Regions from separate parts of the Sus scrofa genome. Here regions 1, 2, 3 and 4 are each linked to region 5. A link is a contact called in public Hi-C, HiChIP or PLAC-seq and promoter capture Hi-C data. All regions are on one chromosome and are shown on one strand. The core of a region is the stretch at or near the end of the contact, and the rest is flanking DNA. Distances in the headings are between cores, read along the strand shown.

Region 1 (2,700 bases), core at 170-2,669, 180 kb before region 5:
GAGGTGTTGATATATAAACAGGGCCTGATGGCTGGGCAGGATATTGAGCAGCAGCAGCAGGAAAAGAAGGGATGTACCCTAACCACGGCAAAAGGCTGAGAAGTGCAAAGTGCACCCATGAATGGGTGTGCGTGTGTGTGTGTGTGCGTGTGTGTGTGTGTCTGGGTGCCTGTTGCCTCAGCATAACTGGGGCATACACCAGCCCTCCATTCTCCCATATGCCAGTGCCCAGGGGCAAGGGGCCTGAGGCCCTAAGGGGAGCCTCCAGCCCAGGCCTCCCTCATCTCCTCTGCCCCTACCTTCTGCAGCTCCACTGACTCCAGCACCAGGCCACCGTGTCCACTGCCGGCTCTGGTTACCTGCTCCAGCGGGGCCACCAGCTCACACCAGCAGCTCCCAGCACTCAGCTCTGACACCTGATCAGCTCTGAACAGGCAGCCACCCCCAATGGTAGGGGATGAGCAGAGGGAGGAGACAGACTGGCAGTGGGCCTGTCTGTTGGCCACCAGGCTTTGGCAGGAAGACATGGATGTTTTTCCCTAACATCACTGGGCAGATTTCAGTTTCTGGAAAGAGCCACCCTCTTCTGCTCTTCCCATCCTTTGGACTTGCTGTTCCTCTGCCAGGAGCCCTCTTTCTGTACCTCCTGTCAGCCCCAATTGGCTGATTTCCCCCACCTCACTTGTACTCACTGTTCAGATCTTTAGTGAAACATTTCCTCCTCCAGGAAGCCTTCCTGGTTGTCTCCCAGGCTGGGTCAGCTGCCTCCGCCAGAGCGCCTTCCTTGCTCAATGCCCTCATTACACACAGGTCACACTAAGTCACCACTGCTAGGTCATGAAATGCTGCATTTGCTCTCCAGCGTCCCCCTAGTGGCTGTGCAATACATTTCTTAAATGAGTCCTAAAGGCCACCAGCCCCAGTGACCGGAAGCAGTTTCTCCATTTTCTTGGTGCAGTCGAGACCTGTCCTGCTGAGTGATTATCGCCCACCTAGATAATGTCCAAGTATCTTAAGAGTGGCGTCCTCAACCTTCCCTTAGTGAGGCCCCAAATTGCCCCCACGACGCACAGGTACTGTACATTTGTAAATTTAGAAAATTCTGAAATTTTCAGGGGAAAGAACCTTGGATTGGGAGCATGAGTCCCGGGTCCCTTCTCTCAAGCTCTGTTCTGCAAGAGTGGAGGGCGAGTAAGGGGAACGTCAATTCACTCATTTGTGAGAAAAGGGGAAAAGGGCACTGATCTTCGTGCCCCTCGCTTTAGAGGCGACTAGAGAACTCTCTCGTCGGCTATCCCCCAGTTTCCAGCCCGGTCACTGGACAGCCTTTTTCCCACCACCCGCTACATGCCCAGCATACAGTACGAAGCAGAAGCTGGAAGCAGGTCTCCCTTTGCCATCAGTTAATATGGCGACCGCAGCGTCCGTCCGGGGCGCATGCGTCTTGGAAGGAGACGCCAGGTGCGGTGGATGGGAATGCGGCTCCTCCTTCCCCGTCCCACCCCATTTCCGGCGGAAGCGGCCACAACAAGGGAAACTTTATTGTTCCCGTTGGGGCGGTGAGGATGTCGGTGAATTATGCGGCTGGCCTGTCGCCGTACGCAGACAAGGGCAAGTGCGGTCTCCCCGAGGTGAGCGCGGCGGGATCCCGACAGCTACCCCCAGGGCCGTGGGCTGGGCGGGGCCTACCGGCAGCGGGGAATTGTGGGAATAGCAGGAGACACTGAGGCTAGATAATGGGAGGGACTTCCCAATGAGGAGGGGGCGGGAAGTGACGCCCCAGCGCGGCCGGGGACGCGAACACGCCCAGCTCTGGGTCGGTTAGGCTGGTGACTCGGGGAAGGACCAGCGATGGGGTGGTCTTCAAGTTCTGATAAGGGAGCACCCAATGTATATCCAGGCAGAATGCACTACCCGGGCAAAGCGGGGGGGTGGGGTGGAAATAAACTTAGAGAGCAGATTAGATCAAAGAGGTTTCCAGAAGGAGGCCAGGATGGGCCTCAAGTGCCAGGCTGGGGAGTTGACACTAAGGGTGATGCGGAAGGGTTTTGACCTGGGGAGGAACCTGGAGGATGTATCAGAAACACTCCTCCAACCACGCTGAAAAGAAGTCCCTCCGTACGCTGAGACCTTGGCTGGGTCACTTCTTTCTGGGTTTCCTTTCCCCTTCTGTAAACTGGGGAGAAGATTGCCCCCCTCCCACAAAGGCTGGCTCGTTCATTCTGAGTCAGGCATCAGTGAGCTCTTAGATGATGTGCAGCCCCACTCTTCCCTCCTGGGTGTTTTTCACTTTATTCCACAAACATTCAAGTACTTACCTTATACCAGACACTTTCTCCAACCTGGAGCCACATCACAGAACAAGACAGATGAGCAGCAAATAAGTATAAGAAATCAGATAGTGGGGAGTTCCTGCTGTGGCGCAGCAGTTTAAGGATCCTGCCTTGCTGGAGCTGTGGCTTGGATTGGATCCCTAATCAGGGAACTTCCCTATGCTGTGTTGCAGCCAAAAAAAAAGAAAGAAGAATAAAAAGAAACCAGATGGTGGTAAGAGCTAGGGAGAAAAGCAAAGCAGATAAGAAGAGCTGAGGGCTGCATTGAAACCAGGTGGCCAGGGAGCCATCACTGAAAATGACTATTTTTCCCCCAATTTAAAAAATACTCATAAAATATACGCAATATAAAATTTACTTTCTTAAC
Region 2 (2,700 bases), core at 196-2,695, 220 kb after region 5:
TCAGCCCTACCTGACTGTGCAGCCTGGGGCAGGTGGCTGCCCCTCTCTGAGCCCTGATTTGACAATGTCCACTAACAGGAAGGTGATGGGATGCTGCCACCGGCTTGGCATTCTGAGTTCTGATTTGGGGTGAGACAGTTTACACTGACTCCCCCCGCATCCATGGCAGAAATATATTAACCGTCGTATGATTTTCTCAGCAGCCCCGTGATGTGGTGACTCTTATACCCATTTTCACAGAATAGAAAACGGAGGCCAGGTCAGATTCCATGCATTTTTTTCTCCCAAACCCCAGGCAGGGTGGGATCTAACAATCAAGATGAATCCCCTCCCATCCCCGCAGACCCCAGATCTTAAGCAGATCTGCTTCCTGGGAGTGACCCCAAATGCCAGGCTAGCTGTCTACCCTGTGACTGGGACGCTCATGCTGCCCCAGCCCCAGAGGGCCCTCTTGGTCCAGGACAGAGACTCGAGGTGCAATCAGACACTGGGCTGGCTGAGAAGCCCTCTTTGTCATGCACTTTGGGGAGAAAATGACCCAGAAAAAGCTCTTGCCACCCGACCCCTGTCCTCTCCAGGGCCTCCTTTGCCAGGAGACCATCCTGGCTTTTTGCCCACAGTTGACTCTGCAGACTGTTGTGACAACCATCCTTCTGCCCCTGCCTGCATTTCTCCCTTGGGAGATTTCACCCCCAGAAGAAATCAAGATAAGCGAGGTAAGCTGCCCCCAGAACCCCTGGCCCCCTGCCCAGCCCCCGACTCCAGCAGCAGGTGGGGTGGGGGAGGCAGGATGCAATTGTCTGGAAACTTGGGACCCTCTTAAGTTCCAGGAGGCCCAGATATCCACCAGATGCCAGGCGGCCTCGCCTGCAACTTCCCCGCCAGCCTCCCCTCCTAGGTTTTTGGGATCAGAGGCCAGCCTGTGTCCCCTCAGCCCTCCGACACTGCCTGAGCCAACAGTGACCCTCTGAAGTCCGTGGCTATGGCGTCCTGGGCGGGCTGCCAGGGGCAGTTAACTACCAGCCAGATAATCCCTTAGAAACTATGTCAAATGCCCACACAGGAGTGTCAGTTTCCTGCTTCCTGGGGAGCTGGGGAGGGGGAGGTGATAGGGGACCCAGGACCCCGTGGCAGTGGGGAGCCCAGTCTGGACAGTGCCTTTAGGATAGCAGGCAGAGTGGGGGGAGGGGACACTCACCTGTCTAGGAGGCTGGGTGGCCTCTGGGCAGGCAGCAGGAGCCAGGGCCTGGGTGCTTGCCTGGCATGGGGGCAGGGAGGGGACCTGAGGCTTGAGCTCTGTCCTCCCCACCTGTTTGCCCAACTTTTCCTCCCCGTGGTGGCCACAGGCTAGCCAGTCCCGTGCCTGGTGGCAGAACCAGCAGGGTGACAAGCACAGGCAAACCAGCAAGAGTGAGAGAGACCTGGTTGGGTGTGTGGCTCTGTCGCAAGGTGCTCTCACGTGGGAGCTGCTGGCCTTAACCCCTGCCCGCCCAGAGGCCAGGGATGGCAAGCCTGCTTGCACTGTCCACTGCTGAGCCCTTGGCATCAGCAAAGGACTTGCTCATTTGGGAGGTGCTTGGGAGACATCTGGGGACTACATTCAGGAATGAATGAAAGAAGGGCATACCCTCAGTTCCCCCTTCTCCCCACTGTTCCCCTTGCACCTGTACGTGCCAAGCCCGTGCCGGGGCTGTGCCTTCACCAGGCATGTGGTCCAGCAGCTTGTGGCAGGGCTGCTCCCCCCCCACTCCCCACAGATCTGAGCACAAACTGCTTCTCTGCCACCAAATGACCTGCAGGATTCCTACACTGAGAATTTTCTATCACTTAGCTGGGTGGTTTTGGGCAAGTCTCAGGTCCCCTCAGTTTCCTGATCTAAAAAAATGGGAACTGGTGTCTGCTCCTAGGGTTGTTTCCTAGAGTAACTGAATGAGTGTCCACCCATAAAGTGCTGAGAGCTCTGCTGGGCACACAGTAGGGCTGCACCTTCTAGCCACTAGCCACAGGTGGCTGGTCTGAATGTAGGAGAGGCAGGTAAATCAGATTTGGAAAACTCATGATGCAGAAAAATATGTAAAATAGCTCATCAGTTTTACTATGGAATCCCAGTAGAAATGATCATAGTTTTGAATGTATGGGGTTAAATGAAATATATTGTTTTTTTTTTTTTTTTTGTCTTTTTTGTTGTTGTTGTTGTTGCTATTTCTTGGGCCGCTTCCGCGGCATATGGAGGTTCCCAGGCTAGGGGTCGAATCGGAGCTTCAGCCACCGGCCTACGCCAGAGCCACAGCAACGCGGGATCCGAGCCGCGTCTGCAACCTACACCACAGCTCACGGCAACGCCGGATGGTTAACCCACTGAGCAAGGGCAGGGACTGAACCTGCAACCTCATGGTTCCTAGTCGGATTCGTTAACCACTGCACCACGACGGGAACTCCGAAATATATTGTTAACAGTAATCTCACCTGTTTTTGTTTTTACAAAATGCAGTTGCTAGACATTTTAAAATGTCATTTAAAATTTAAATCGGGGGCGTTCCCTTCATGGCTCAGTGGTTAACGAACCCGACTAGGATCCATGAGGATGTGGGTTCCATCCCTGGCCTCACTCAGTGGGTTAAGGATCCAGCATTGCCATGAGCTGTGGTGTAGGTCACAGACTTGGCTTGAACCCCACATTGCTGTGATGTAGGCCAGCGG
Region 3 (2,700 bases), core at 161-2,660, 160 kb before region 5:
CTACGTGGAGGGGTGTCCTGGGGGTCGGAGGGCAGATCTTCTGAGATGCCACTGTCACTGGCCGCAGGAGACCAGGTTGGGGAGCTGGGCGCTGAATCTCCAGAACCCAGGATGGAGTTGAGGAAATCATCAGAGTCCGGGCCAGGCAAAACCTGTTGGGACGGAGAGGACTGGTGGGAATTAGGAGGCCTAATTCATCCTTTGCTTTGGACTGCTGTGTGTCTCTAGGCGAGCCCCTGACCCTCTCTGGAGCTTGCTTTTCCTTTCTGCAAGATGGAAAGCATTAATGCTTCTTGTCCCAGCATTGTTGGAGCCTGAGCACAACCGTGGGGCATGGGAACAGCATCCAACCATGTTGAGGCATGAGCCCCGAGTTTAAGTCTGAACCCAACTCCAAACTGCTGTGTGACCCAGGACAAGTTACCAACCCTCTCTGGGCCTCAGTTTCACCACTTTTAAGAAAAAGGTGATGTTACCTGCCCCTTAGGGGAGCTGAAAGTTTTGACACAATAACATGCTGTGCTAAAAATCACGCACTGTGAGTGGTAAATGCATAGAGCAGAGCAGAGTCTTGGCTCTGGCCCTGGGGTGTCCACGATATGTTATCACCTGGTCCTCGATGCGGCCCCAGTCCTCGCCCAGTTCTACGTGTCTCAGGATGCCGTCCTGCCGGTCAAACAGGAGATCCAAGAGCTCCAGGCTGTCAATAGGGCCCATAGGACTGGCAGAGGAAGCCATCTGGGGCAAGGAGGGGACATTTGTGGGTCATGAAGCCCCTCCCCTCCCCACCACCCATCCACACACCATCATAAGTAAGGTCTGTCCCACTCCAATTCAATCCCAGCTCAGCCCTCAGGTTGGACTGCTGCTCCCACTTGCTGAGCCTCAGTCTCCAAATCTGTGCAGTGGGGATGACCCAGAGACTCGCCAGGCCTGAGAGCCAACTGCTATAAAAAGCACTAGACAGATACACCAGGGGATGATCAGCTTGGTCAGCTCCCATGAGGCCAATGGAGCCAGCCTTCTCTTATATTCCCTTCCTGCCCAAAGCTCCTGCTTCTAGAGTGCAGGGGGAACCTGGAAGGATGACCAAGAGCAACCCCAGGAGAGAGGCATGATTTTGGTCATTGTCTTCCCCTCTGGGCCTCAGTCTTCCCATCTGTACAATGGGGTGTGAGGTTCCTGTCAACTCTGGAAGCTTAGGGAGGGCTCCTGGCATAAACCCTCCCTCCCCCATGAACCTGTACAGGGCTCACCTTTTCAATGGCTAAATCCCCATTCACGAGCCCAGCCAGTTCTGTCTCCAGCCGACTTCTGGTATGCTCCGAGCTAGAGGCTCATCCCACCACCAGGGCTCCCAGCCTCTCTATGCCTCTGTTACCACCTCTAAAAGATGCTGAAATAGTCCTGGCACACTCCCAGCCCACCCCCAGGTGCTGATTGGAGAACAGGCAAGATGGACAGGGTTAAGGACCAGTGACACAGGGGCAGGCTAGGGGGAGGGGAGGAGAGACCGTTATCTCAGATGTTTTGCACTTTTCCAGCCGCCAGTGGGCAAAGGCCAAAGTCTGGGGTGCTGTAGCTCTAGCATGACCTCTCCCCTACTTTCAGGGGCTATTTCTTGTCATATTCCCTGTATGTCAGCTCCAGAAGACATTCAGAGCCCCTGGCCACTTCCTATTCACTCCCAGAACAGAACAAAACCAAGTGCAGCTCAGACCTTTGCTGGAGCCCCTCCCTCTGCCAGGAATTTCCTTCCCTCATCAGAGCTGGCAACCCTCTACCTTCCCCAACCCCCAAGCAAGTTCTGGCCAAACCAAAGTGATCAATTCCTTCTAGAATCTTCTATCATTCATTTATTCTCAATAAATATTATGGAGCTACATGTATATCTATCTACCTCAGGGCCTTTGCACTGGCTGCTCCCTCTGCCTAGAACTCCTATCCCCTTCACCCTGACTCTGACACTGTGTTCACCTATTCATAAATGTTTGATTCTCATGGATCTCAGCCCAGACAACTGAGAGGCTGTCTCTGACCGTCCATCAGAGAGGAAGGTCACATCGCTGTTTTCACTATTTGAAATTTTCATTTTCTTTCTTTGGCCACACCTACAGCATGTGAGTGATCCCTGTTCCATCAGGGATCGAACCTGTACCACAGTGAACCCGAACCACTGCAATGACAAGGCTGGATCCTTAATCCGTTGCACCCCAGGTGAATTCCTGGTGTGTGTGTGTGTGTGTGTGTGTGTGTGTGTGTGTGTGTGTGTCTTTTTAGGGCCGAAACTGTGGCATATGGGAGGTCCCAAACTAGGGGTCAAATCAGAGCTGCAGCTGCCAGCCTATGCCACACCATTGCAATGCCAGATCAGAGCTGCATCCTCAACCTACACCTCAGCTTGCAGCAACACCGGATCCTTAACCCACTAAGTGAGACCAAGGATCGAATCCATGTTCTCATGAATACTAGTCAGATTCATAACCCACTGAGCCACAATAGGAACTCCTCTAAAATTTTCTTGTCTCCTTGCCTATCCTCATCCTTCATTCCTCCCCCACCCCTTCATGTGAGCGCTTCAGGGCTAGGATAGAGCTTCTTTTATTGTTGGCTGGATCCCCAGCATCTAGAAAGGCATGGCACACAGGGGATGCTCAATCAGCTTTTACTATTGAGCACCTCCTGTATGCCAGCCACTAT
Region 4 (2,700 bases), core at 191-2,690, 180 kb after region 5:
ATAAAAGCTGACATATATTAGACTCATTATGTCCCAACCCTATTGCTAAATCCATAATCAGCTCGATTTTGTTTAATTCTCATGATTAGGAGGTAGGTATGTATTTTATCATCCTCAGTTTACAATTAAGGAAGCCAGAAGCTCAGGGAGGTAACGTTAAGACAGGTGAGCCATTCTGCTAACCCTAACCCTCCCTACTGTGAGCTAAAGTCCGTCCACAGTATGGTCCCTGCCCTGCTTCCAGTGTCCCTGGAATTGAGAGAATCTCTTAACGCTAGTTTAGGATTTTCCAGTCTCATTTCTTTCTTTCTTCATTTTTTCCCCTGTCTTTTTAGGGGCCCCACCCATGGCACATGGACATTTCGAGGCTAGGAGTCAAATCGAGTGGTAGCTGCCAGTCTACACCACAGCAATACAGGATCTGAGCCACACCTGTGGCCTACACCACAGTTTAAAGCAACGCTGGATCCTTAACCCACTGAGTGAGGCCCAGAATGCCAGTCGGTCTGATTCGTTACCACTGAGCCACAATGGCAACTCCCAGTCTCATTTCTTCATCTTTTTCTTTCTTTTTTAGTGTCGGTGGCATGTGGAAGTTCCTGGGTCAGGGATCAAACCCGCACCACAGTGGTAACCAGAGCCACGAGCCACATCAGTGACAACTGCCAGATCTAGCTGAGCCACACTTTTGATTTTTGGCTCCAGCATGCGGAATCTCAGTTCTCAGACTATGGATTTGAACTTTGGCTGCAGCAGCGACAACGCTGAGTCCTAACCACTAGACCACTAGGGAACTCCCAAGCAGTGCTTTTTTTCTTTTCTTCTTCTTCTTTTTTTTTTTTTTTTTTTGTTTTCCTTTTTGCCATTTCTTGGGCCGCTCCCATGGCACATGGAGGTTCCCAGGCTAGGGGTCGAATCAGAGCTGCAGCCGCCGGCCTACGCTAGAGCCACAGCAACGTGGGATCCGAGCCACTTCTGTAACCTACACCACAGCTCACAGCAACGCCGGATCCTTAACCCACTGAGCAAGGCCAGGGATCGAACCCACAACCTCATGGTTCCTAGTCGGATTCGTTAACCACTGAGCCACGACGGGAACTCCATCTTTTCTTTTTTCTTTTTAGGGCACAAGCGGAATATGGAGGTTCCCATGCTAGGGGTCAAATCCGAGCTGTAGCGGCGGACCCTTAACCCTGCGATGGAACCCGCGTCCCCAATGTATGCTAGTCAGATTCGTTTCCGCTGAGCCAGGATGGGGACTCCACAATCAGCGTTCTTTTTAACCCCATATTGCAGTTGAGGAAAAAAGCCTCAGAGGCCAGCTCTTGGGTTTCACTCTGGGTAAATGGAAGTCTGGGATTCAAACTAGCGGCCCCAACATCTAGCGCCCCCTCGCGGAGGGTCAGAACTACATTTCCCAGCAAGCCCCGGGGACGTGCGCATGCCCAGTGATCCAGGAGGACTGCGCGGACAGATCTGCCGGCGCCCTGTCTGGGAATTGGCAAGCGGCGGCGCCTGGCAGGACTGGACCAACTCTGGCGCAGGGTCCTGGGGGCCTCGTGGGTTGAGACCACCTCGGTTTGGGACGTGAGTATCCTGGAGGGGCAGAGCGAGGTCTGGGGACAGCGCCTGAGGTCACAGGTCTGAAGTCTTGAGTCTGGGGTCTGAGCGAGAACAGGTACTTAGTTCTCCGCTTTAGAGTCAAGTTATGTCTTCAGGCTGGGTCTGAGGTCGAGGTCCGAGCCTGGGGTCAATCTTGAGCATGGCATTGGAGGTCTTGAGATGAAAGTCTGCTTTTTGGCGTATTGGAGCTCTAGTATTAAGTTTGAAGTTTGGGGTCTTGAATCCCGGGTCTCAGAGACCTCTACCTGTCTAGTCTGTATGGTAAGGGTGTGTCTCCAGTCTGGGGAGGAAGACTTGGAAGAACCAGGGCTGGGATGAACATCGTCCGTGGAAGGGGTGAGGTCTGGGGTAACAGGTACCTAAGAATCCCCTGGGGTTTGTAGTGAGAGGGATGGGGAACCTCTGCCTTAAAACTGCTCCTTCTGCCCTCAGTTTCCTTATCTGTAAAATGGGGATCATAGCAAAGCCTTCATTGGAGGGTATGGCGGGGATTACATTGTGTGTCCTGTATGAACAGCACCCAGCTAGCACCTAGTAACAGGTTGGTACCCAGGAAATCTCATCTTTGATTCTATTTTTCAGATGCTGGCTTGAGCCTGGGGTCCTGGCATGGAATTCCTAACAGCCTCCCAACCTCCTCCAGGATCTCCAGCCTCCCAACCTCCTCCAGGATCTCCAGCCATGGAGTTGGAGGAACCCAAGGATACACTTTTGCCCTCTCAGGATCTCTCCTCTGATTGCCAGTGGGACCCAGCGCCAGGAGGCCATAGCAGCCTGAGTCAAATGGAACTTGATGGGCTAAATATTCAGGACCTGGTACAACAGTTTGAAGCTCTGCCAGGTGATCTGGTGGGCCTGTCCCCAGATGGAGCCCCATGTCCCCTGCACATTGCCACTGGCCATGGTCTGGCCTCACAGGACATCACCGATGCCCATGGGCTCTTGTCTGCTGAGGCTGGCCGCGATGACTTGCTGAGCCTTTTGCAGCAAGATGAGTGCCCTCCTTCCCAGTTGTGTCCCCAGGAACCTCTGGACCCTGCTCCTCGCCTGTTGCAGCCCCCTGAGGACCCAGAGGAA
Region 5 (2,700 bases), core at 96-2,595:
ATAGTCTTGGTGGGGAGAGGGGCTTTATTTTTTTTTTTTCTTTTTTTGTAATGGCCGCACCCAGAGGATATGGAACTTCCTGGACCAGGAATCAAATCCCAGCCAGAGCTCCGGACCTAAACCACACCTGCCCTGACGGTGGATTCTTAACGAGGCCGCACTGCGCCACAGCGGGAACGCCGAGAGGGGCTTAAGTCCAGACCTGAGCTTGCAAGGCTTTTTACATGTGTACATCATCCCTTCTCCTAGCATAGGGAAAGCACTTCAGTCCCCCTTCTTTTGGCAGAATGAGTTTAAGGAAAGAAGTGGGTTAATTTGTGCTAATATCACTAATTGGTGCAAGAAATACTTATGAGCGCCTACTGTGTACCAGGCATTGAGTTGGGCTCTTTATCAAGGATAAAGATACTGAATTGAAAGCCAGCTCATTCCATCCAGTCAGAGATCTGAAATACAATTGTTTCTTAGGGTCATATTAGGACACAAATGCAAAGTAGTCTTCCTGCGCCTCCCCCTGGAAGGAAAATGAAATAGAAAATGGGATTATGCATGTGAAGAAGCGTTCAGCCCCTGTGCCCGCGACACAGCAAACCAGTTCCTGAAATAAGTGCTCATTGATAGTAATGATAGTTAATTAAAAAGAGCTGACGTGTATTGAGAACTGTGTCAGGTATGGCGGTAGTTTTACTGTTCCCCGGTGAGGCAGTACAGATTACTCCCATTTTACAGACAAGAAAACCGAACAGAAAATCCGAGTATCTACTGTAAGAACACTTACAGCGGTGGGACAGTAGGTATTTTGTTCACTGTTATATCCGCAACACCTACAGCCATGCCTGTTATAGGAGACGCTCAACCCGTCTCTTTGGAATAAATGAGTGCTTAAAAAATTACCTGCTTTTTAAAAATCTTATTTTAATGAAATAATTATAGACGTAGTTGCAAAAATAGTACAGAGAGGTCCCTAGTACCCTTTCCCCCAGCTTCCCCCATTACTGTCAATTTACATCACACTATCAAATCCAGGAAATTAACCTTGGCACATTCCACAGACCCTGTTCATATTGTAATGTGTTTTAATACAAATGTTTGGCATTTTACAAATTGATATCGTGCTAGGATTGGAGTAATATTCTCAGCTAAGGCTGAGCTCTTCCCTTTCTGCACCGGAGTATTGCATACCTGAGGCGTGCACCCACCTCGGGGCCAAACACGCCCCAGGGAAAATCTTAAGTGCTGAATGTAGACCCCCTACTTTCCAGCAGCCTTGCAGACGCCTAAGGGGTTACCCGGGGGGAGGGCGTCAGTGCGCCTGCGCGCAGCGATGCTTCACCCCGCCCCCGAAGCGCGATCAGATGACCCGCCCAACCGGCGTCGGCCTATAAAAGCTCGGGTGTTGACGTCAGCGTTCTCTTCCGCCGTCGTCGCCGCCATCCTCGGCGCGACTAACCTTACTCGGATCTGCCCGGTAGAATCCACCGCCATCCGTCACCATGGTGAGCAGTGCTGTCCAGAGGGCGGCCTGGAGCAGCGGCGGGGCCTCTGCAGGACCGGCGCTGCCAAGCCTGGAGTGCTGTGGCCTCCGGGACCGGGAGTAGACATGGCGGCTGCGGGGCTGGAGGGCCTGGGGCTGAGAAAGCGGTTGCCGCCATGTCTACGCGCTGCACTTCTCACCGAACTTCGCTTCCGGGGGCGCCGCCGCCCCGCGGGGTCCCCGGTCCTGCCGAGGCTGGGGCGGAGGCGGGGCGGTGGGGTATGATGATGTGGCAGACGCTGTAATGGCGGGCGCCGCTGTGCGAGCAGGGAGAGGGGAGCCGCCTTATGTAACCCGCGGGCCAGGAGTTTGAGTTCGATTTTCTGTCGGAAGTCGTGGGCGGCAAGGAAATGGCAAAAGGAAAGGAGAGTAAGACCCTTGGTAGCGCCCCATCTTACGCTCTGTAACCTTGGCATGATCCCTTGTCTTTACTGTATTTCCCAATTGTGAACACCTGATTCCGGGGCCACGCGGTGGAGGCTCGCGCCGGTTAGCACTGCGCAGGTCCCCCCACCTGACCGCGGGTGTCATTCAAGGAATCCAGGGTGGCGTGGGTGGCTCTGCCTGACCCCCGCAGCGAGGGGTGACCTTGGTTGTTTAAGAGGCTCTTTGGTTGGGGGAAGCCTGGAGGTACACACAGTGGCAACACAGTGTGACTTGGGGAGCTTCAGCTCTCCAGTATTCTTTAAATGGTCTCCGTGATACCCCGGTATTTACTCAGTTTAAAGGAAAGATGTCGCACTTTGGGACTTCTCAGTTTTCATTCTGGACTGTCATTCTTGAGTTGTGAGGACCAGGGAACGTGGTGAGAAGCATTTTTAAAAGAATGTCAACAAAGAGGGGGATTTGAGTGGGAGTTGGGGTGGCTCCAGGACCAACCCCCTTTGACCTTAGCCTAGCAGTGTCTATTGATCAAAGCCTTAGTGCCAAAACCCATTCCCTGAGAGCTGGGCACCTCTGAGACTCTCCTCCCCCCACCCGTAGGTGAACTTCACAGTAGACCAGATCCGGGCCATCATGGACAAGAAGGCTAATATCCGAAACATGTCCGTCATTGCCCACGTGGACCATGGCAAGTCCACTCTGACGGACTCATTGGTGTGCAAGGCTGGTATCATCGCCTCCGCCCGGGCTGGGGAGACCCGCTTCACTGACACCCGGAAGGA

Evidence for each region. Promoter capture Hi-C pulls out the DNA fragments that hold promoters and counts their contacts. A called contact is a pair of places that touch in the nucleus more often than the background predicts. HiChIP or PLAC-seq counts read pairs in DNA pulled down with a chosen protein or histone mark.
Region 1: a promoter capture Hi-C map of liver shows a contact between it and region 5, with 6 times the contacts expected there. The contact joins the promoter of ANKRD24 here to the promoter of EEF2 in region 5. A contact is called at or near these places in 4 of 5 promoter capture datasets (fetal liver, fetal skeletal muscle and liver), 17 of 47 Hi-C or Micro-C datasets (alveolar macrophages, blood, brain and 11 more) and 2 of 2 datasets of contacts at active chromatin or transcription factors (alveolar macrophages and skeletal muscle).
Region 2: a contact with region 5 is called in a promoter capture Hi-C map of fetal skeletal muscle, with 3 times the contacts expected there. The contact joins the promoter of TJP3 here to the promoter of EEF2 in region 5. A contact is called at or near these places in 2 of 5 promoter capture datasets (fetal skeletal muscle and liver) and 2 of 47 Hi-C or Micro-C datasets (fetal skeletal muscle and heart right ventricle).
Region 3: an H3K27ac HiChIP or PLAC-seq map of alveolar macrophages shows a contact between it and region 5. The contact joins the promoter of CREB3L3 here to the promoter of EEF2 in region 5. A contact is called at or near these places in 1 of 5 promoter capture datasets (fetal liver), 1 of 47 Hi-C or Micro-C datasets (embryonic fibroblasts) and 1 of 2 datasets of contacts at active chromatin or transcription factors (alveolar macrophages).
Region 4: a Hi-C map of liver shows a contact between it and region 5, with 4 times the contacts expected there. The contact joins the promoter of APBA3 here to the promoter of EEF2 in region 5. A contact is called at or near these places in 2 of 5 promoter capture datasets (fetal liver and liver), 7 of 47 Hi-C or Micro-C datasets (alveolar macrophages, embryonic fibroblasts, fetal heart ventricle and 3 more) and 2 of 2 datasets of contacts at active chromatin or transcription factors (alveolar macrophages and skeletal muscle).

The regions. Positions count from the first base shown.
Region 1 is chr2:74,566,983-74,569,682 of Sscrofa11.1, forward strand. It overlaps ANKRD24 (ankyrin repeat domain-containing protein 24), which reads right to left and starts at 1,420. Exons shown (of 23, transcript XM_021084071.1): 1 at 693-1,420. SIRT6 (sirtuin 6) reads left to right here and starts at 1,557. Exons shown (of 10, transcript NM_001114273.1): 1 at 1,557-1,631. The coding sequence starts at 1,566.
Region 2 is chr2:74,969,986-74,972,685 of Sscrofa11.1, forward strand. TJP3 (tight junction protein ZO-3) reads right to left here and starts at 1,446. Exons shown (of 21, transcript XM_005661351.3): 1 at 1,199-1,446.
Region 3 is chr2:74,586,859-74,589,558 of Sscrofa11.1, forward strand. It overlaps CREB3L3 (cyclic AMP-responsive element-binding protein 3-like protein 3), which reads right to left and starts at 1,411. Exons shown (of 10, transcript XM_021084084.1): 1 at 1,257-1,411; 2 at 610-738; 3 at 1-152. The coding sequence starts at 738.
Region 4 is chr2:74,928,637-74,931,336 of Sscrofa11.1, forward strand. APBA3 (amyloid beta A4 precursor protein-binding family A member 3) reads left to right here and starts at 1,441. Exons shown (of 14, transcript XR_002341692.1): 1 at 1,441-1,587; 2 at 2,206-2,700.
Region 5 is chr2:74,745,196-74,747,895 of Sscrofa11.1, forward strand. EEF2 (elongation factor 2) reads left to right here and starts at 1,346. Exons shown (of 15, transcript XM_003354002.5): 1 at 1,346-1,496; 2 at 2,519-2,700. The coding sequence starts at 1,494.